Regions from separate parts of the Bicyclus anynana genome. Here region 1 is linked to region 2. The links are chromatin contacts, called in public Hi-C maps. All regions are on one chromosome and are shown on one strand. Each heading gives the region's core, a stretch centred on a gene start, on an enhancer-like site or on the middle of the called end of the contact. The rest is flanking DNA. Distances are from core to core; before and after follow the strand shown.

Evidence for each region. A called contact is a pair of places that touch in the nucleus more often than the background predicts.
Region 1: a contact with region 2 is called in a Hi-C map of whole body, with 3 times the contacts expected there. The contact joins the promoter of LOC112050844 here to the enhancer-like site in region 2. A contact is called at or near these places in 2 of 2 Hi-C or Micro-C datasets (whole body and whole larva).

What each region holds. Positions count from the first base shown.
Region 1 is chr19:2,479,947-2,482,937 of ilBicAnyn1.1, forward strand. LOC112050844 (NPC intracellular cholesterol transporter 1) reads right to left here and starts at 1,259. Exons shown (of 25, transcript XM_024089208.2): 1 at 992-1,259. The coding sequence starts at 1,075. The region is part of intron 1 of LOC112050853 (thioredoxin domain-containing protein 15); the gene reads right to left. It overlaps LOC112050852 (myb-related transcription factor, partner of profilin), which reads left to right and starts at 1,981. Exons shown (of 2, transcript XM_024089219.2): 1 at 1,981-2,330. The coding sequence starts at 2,121.
Region 2 is chr19:2,439,263-2,442,292 of ilBicAnyn1.1, forward strand. All of the region lies in intron 1 of LOC112050853 (thioredoxin domain-containing protein 15), which reads right to left. LOC112050844 (NPC intracellular cholesterol transporter 1) reads right to left here. Exons shown (of 25, transcript XM_024089208.2): 5 at 2,494-2,700; 6 at 1,364-1,556. Among protein-coding and RNA genes, the nearest start is that of LOC112050844, 40 kb to the right of the region's middle. Within about 2 kb of position 1,464, at least 3 of the 8 cell types and tissues checked have open chromatin away from gene starts, as enhancers often do.

The DNA.
Region 1 (2,991 bases), core at 9-2,508, 40 kb after region 2:
AACTTTATAATTTATATTCAAGTTTACAAATTCTAACTCATTCTTCAAGATGATAGTTAACCTTCAAATATGTTAATTGACATTTTTTATGTTGTTGAACGTAATATCAGTTCCGCTTTATGGACTTATTTAGTAACTTCTTACACATCACACACAACTATTTTGATCATACTTCTATACCAATTATATAAAGAGGTAACTTTGTCAGGTTGTAGGGTGTAATCTCTGAATCATCATTATCAACCCATATTATACCCACTGCTGAACTTGAGTCTCCTCTCAGAATGAGAGAGGTTGGGCCAATAGTCCACCACACTGGCCCAATGCAGATTGGCAGACTTCACAAACAGAGAATTAAGAAGATTCTCTGGTAAGAAGGTTTCCTCATGATGTTTTTCTTCACTGTTTGAGACACGTGATGTTTAATTTCTTAAAAATGCATACAACTGAAAAGTTGGAGGTGCATGTCCTTACCGGATTCAAACCCACACCCTCCGAAATCAGAGGCAGAGGTCATCCACTGGGCTATCATGGCTCTCTAAATAGTACTAGAAAGTACTTTTATATATCCTAAGGCTATTAATTGAACAGTTTAATGTATAATTATCATAATTTCAATAATTATTTTAACTGTTACCAGGTTACAGCAGACATGAGCAAACATTGTACAACTACATACAAGTATTATTGCATACATTTTTTTTTTCTATTTCTTAAGAACCACCACCTACATTTTGTAAAAAATTCACTAACAAAACTTCGCAAACGAAGGTTTACCATTAAAACCTTGTTTAATGGTCACATTTCCTCATTACCACGCAATATTCTTGGTATAACTGAGCATTATAATTTTGCAAGGTGAACGTAAAAAAAAAGTAAAATAACATGACGTCAATCATGGCTACACACAAAAACTACAAAATAAAATACTACAATTTATTACTAGGATGTGTAGTAGGCCGGAACAACTGTATGTAATCATAGCACTTACGTATTCCACAAAATAAATTAGAAACAGGCATCCGAAGATGGATGGTAGAAATCGTCGCAAAAATGTTCCGCCCGTGCCAGCCATTGTGCAAAACAAAACTTCACAAAATAATGTTATAAGTCACTACGTCGTCTTATCATAATTGTTACACACCAATGTCCTTTGTATATGGTTATTAGACTCAAAATTATTTCTTATTTATTATTAATCGAAATCAGAGCGACGAGACTTTCCTGCGCCACACAACAATCCGGAATGAACCACAGACTAAAGAAGTGGACAGTGGTGTTTTCAAATTTCAAAATGACCACCAACAATATTCATGACAAATACAAACGGTATCTGGCAATGGCTACGTTCCGCTTGTCGATTAGGCCGTCCAAACAAATTATTACGTACTAAAAGTCCTTCCACACAGCGACCGCAGTCGTTTTGGTTGAGGTAAAAATGTAACTGACGACGTTGTTAATTTCGGTTCCGAAAGACTCAGAACGTCACATCTCACTGAGCTGGGTCGGCGCGGTCGTTTATCATACATACTATTTAATAAACAATGTTAATTCACATTAGATACTATTTTATCATAATAGAAACATTTTTTAAATTGAATATCCTAAATTTATTTTACTTAAACATTAAATTATTATTAAAATTATTTTAATAGTATATCAAATATTATATGATAACAATAAAATTAAATGTGTAATTTTTTACCATTGCTTATATATTCTTCAAAAAGAATAGCTCTGGAAAAAATATCTTTGACTTGCTATTTTGTATTAATATTTACAAAAAACGCTCAAAATGCTCCATAATCCATTCTACTTCAGATTGTGACACTCGCAAGCACGAAAAGGAAAAACAACTATGCGTGGTCGTTAGGATCGCTAAGTGGAACGTAGTCAATATAATATCGAGTATCGACAGATGCGTCTATGGTAGGCTTTTGAGCATCTGTGGCCAATGGCGATTTATTTGACGTCCGAGAAGCTGTCAATCTGTCAACTTCAAATTTCAAGAAATTTTAAATTTCAAAAAAAAATTGTTTACAATCATTAAATAGTAGTTGAGTGGTGTTATTATTTATGTTGAAAAAAATTCTATTGATATCAAATATATTCATACTGTAATGGAAGGTAGGAAAAGACAAAGATGTGCCTATGTCACAGCTCGACAGAAAAAGAAGTTAATAGAATTAATGGCTAAACATCCAGAATTAATTTCGTGTAAAGTAACTCAAGACTTTAGTTATAAGGACTCTCAAATGTTATGGCAAAACATAGCCAACGAATGCAATGCTATTCCTGGAGCACGGAAAACGTGGCGGCAGTGGAGAAAAGTACGAAAATAATTTACATTTATTTCATTAAAAACGCGTGTTTGCACTTTCCACTACAGTACATTAATTGTAATTAATATATTTTGGAAGTAAAAATTAAAAATACTTAATAAGTAACTGTGCCTGGCGAAGACTGGATATAATGCCTCATTTCCCGTGGGAATTTCTGGATAAAAGTAGCTTACGTATTGTTCCCAACTATTAAAGTTATAGTATCGTGCAGAATTTTATCCAGATCTGATAAATCTTGTAGCATGATTGTGTAACAAACATCAATCCAAACTATTAACTAACTTGACTATTATAAAACTAATAGTCAGAATGTTTGTCATAAAAGACATACACAACAACAGCAAAAACAAATCATGAATTAAATCCTTTTCTCAATTTCACAAAAACTATAAGAATTGCAACAACACAATAGTGACATTCCAACCACCAATTACCTACCACCTAACTTGGTGCTACCTATTAGATTTGCAATATACATTGGCTGCAGTGGCGTGCACAATGTTGTTAACTAGGGTATACATATCAATTATACAATATGAAAAATCCCTTCTGTATTCAGGTGCATAATGAGTCCTGAGGGTTGGCTGTACATTTATGCAATTAAGAAGTGTGCACCACTGATTGGCTGTCTGTTATTACACTTTAACTT
Region 2 (3,030 bases), core at 214-2,713:
ACCATTTACAGTTATCTAGACTGTAAATTAAACAAACAGCTGACGTTTTTACATTATTGACAATTTTGTAGTGAAACTAAATTATAAAATTCCTTCAATGCAGACAAAGACCTGCTTTGTAGGAGCAAAGCTAGGAGTGGATACAACATTAATCCAAGAAGTATGCTTTTGAAATGTCCTTGAGCAATAAGGATGGGGCTTTTGAGATCTTAAGATTTTTAACAAAGTAGAAAACAGGTAAGTTCGAATAAACTGTACCCCTAACAAGTAAATTGTCCTTGTATATATTTAATTGAGTTTCCAATCTAGAGGTAACTTGTGTTAAAACAGAAGTACCAATTTGTACTGTCTATCTTTTTTCTTTAGTCTGTGTGAAAATATACTGTGGTCAAATCAAACAAACAAATTTCATAACAAGTTGACATTTTTTTAGATAATATATCCATTTAGTTATCACTAAAAATAATTACACAACGCCATTCTATACTAATAATTAAAAACCTTCACCCCAATTAAAATTATGCAGTATTTCAGTATATTAGTAAGGTTAATATTATGACCTTAAAACAGATTATATTTCTACAATAGTTCCACCCCCACAACACTATTTTCTATATATATGTATCTATTGACAATTTGATGAATCGATGATGATGCTTCTGTGATGTTAGTTATCACAGTTCTAGATGTAAAGAACTCAATGGGCCGGATAAATACATCACAATAATGTCGGCGTAGTAATAATACTTCGCCGAAGGAGAAAAAATGTTTTTCTATAGTTTCATTTTCTTTTCTTGCAGATCTGTGGACGCCATTCCATAACTTAGGTGGCTGGAAAGTGCGTCCACTGATCCGCATCGTACGGATCGCATCGAACGGATTTTACACATATTACAATTTTAAATGCGTTCGATGCGATGCGCCCGATACGTACGATGCGGATATGTGGGACGCCTACGTTTAAGACGTGCTTCTGGTGTATCTAAAACTTTTTTACAACAGTTTTATGCAATGCTCAGAGGGAATCAAGAAAGAACCAACTTCAGAGGTAGTAAGTTTTTTTTACTAATTTTGATCAAAAATATCGGAACAGCACCCACTGCTGTACTATTCAGGCGGCATTCATATAAATAAATAAAAAACAAGATTGATATCACTAAAATTTTGTTTTGATATTTTAGTATAGTTTCCCAAAACATTGGGAGACAGAATAAATTAATGTTTTTCTTTTATATTTTCTGTCATCATTGTCCTACAATGCCAAAAAAAATCCTGTGGACATTTTATAAAACTTTAATTCTTTTTTTTTTCACTTAACTCTCAACAGGGCCCTGACATTTATGACCTTGTGACCAGCACTCACCGATAACGTTCTCCTGCGCGTTGCAGCAGTAGACGCCGCTCAGGAACAGCGTGGTGAAGATGACGAAGACGATGGCCATGACCACCGCGTACCCGTCGGCGCCGTGGAAGCTGAAGGGGCGCGGCGGGGGCGGCGCGGGCGCGGGCGGGGGGCACGCGTCGTCGCAGTCCAGGCACGAGCAGCCTGGCTGGCCCTGGGAACACAGTTTTTGGAGTTGACTCCTTAAGAATGGATTTTTCATAAATAGCCCCCAGTATGAAAAAAATGGGCAGTAAACAGCGATACGTTTTTGTGCGCAACCTATTCTGCAAACCTTTAACCGTGCGCTGCCGCCAACATCACGCACATGCACCTTTCACTTTTCAGTCGTAGTATTGAGAAAAAAAACACTTAAAATATCAAAAAATCAAAATCAAAATTCATTTATTTCAAGTAGGCTCAATTTACAAGCACTTTTGACACATCAGTTGACTATTTGTAAAGATTCTACCACCGGTTCGGAAGGCAGGTTCTGCTGAGAAGATACCGGCAAGAAACTCAACAGTTGCTCTTTTGAAATGAAAAAGTCATACAGTATTATAATTTACAATTGATAACAATTACAATTTCTTATAGTTTTACTTCCTGTGTGAAGGTGGAAGCTGATCCAATGTCCTCCAAGCACCTTCATCCTTAAGGAACTCATCAATAGTGTAGTAACCTCGACTAAGTAAATGTTTTTTAACACATTGCTTAAAGTTGTGCATTGGCAGGTCCATCACAGTCTTGGGGATCTTGTTATAGAAGAGTACACCCAAACCTACAGATTTTTTAACTCTTTGGAGACGAGAAATATGAAATTTGAACTGAATAAGTCTACTCTCCAACACCATAATAATAGCTGACCAGACAGACTGTGTCCTGCTATAGACCACTTTCTATATAGCCGCAAAGTTATTCATAGACTATACTAATACAACAATTAATTAACAAACAACTGTCAATGTCAATACCACCTGTGACCGAGCAACTTGAAACATAAGTGCGTCTAACGTGGTTCAACAATGGCTTTTCCGATGCGTGATCACTAAATCTTCGCCAACGACCCTAATATCCGTTAGCTCTTTGAACCAATAAGTATAAGCGCTCACCGGTAGGCCGTCTTTGCAGGACCTGGTGGGCGGGTTGTTGGGCGTGAACCCGTCTGTCGGTTCGTCGCCGGAGATGTAGTTGATCTGGAAGGGCACGGGCGGCAGCTCCACGTCGCCCATGAAGTCGAACCAGCGCTGCGGCGTGCACGAGTACGATTGGCCGCACATCAGGTCCAGGGCTAGCTGGTTCGTCGACGGCATTTGGACCTGGGGATTTGTTACATTGTTATTTTAGTTATCCGTAATAATACTATAAATGCGAAAGTACGTCTGTCTATTCATCTGTTACATTTGCAGGTCTATACCTTTAAACCGCTTTGGATGAAATTTGGTATAGAGATAATTTGGACCTTGGATCAGAAAAATCCATAGATCCCGCGGAATTTACAAAAAACACACGAACGCAGTCGCGTGCCTCCGCTAGTATTGTGTAAGTATATTATCATCATCATTACTAGCCGATGGACACCCAATGTTTTACCAGGACCTCCAAACAGTGTAGCCGGAAATAGAGGAAGAGACCGTCTAGTTCCAGAA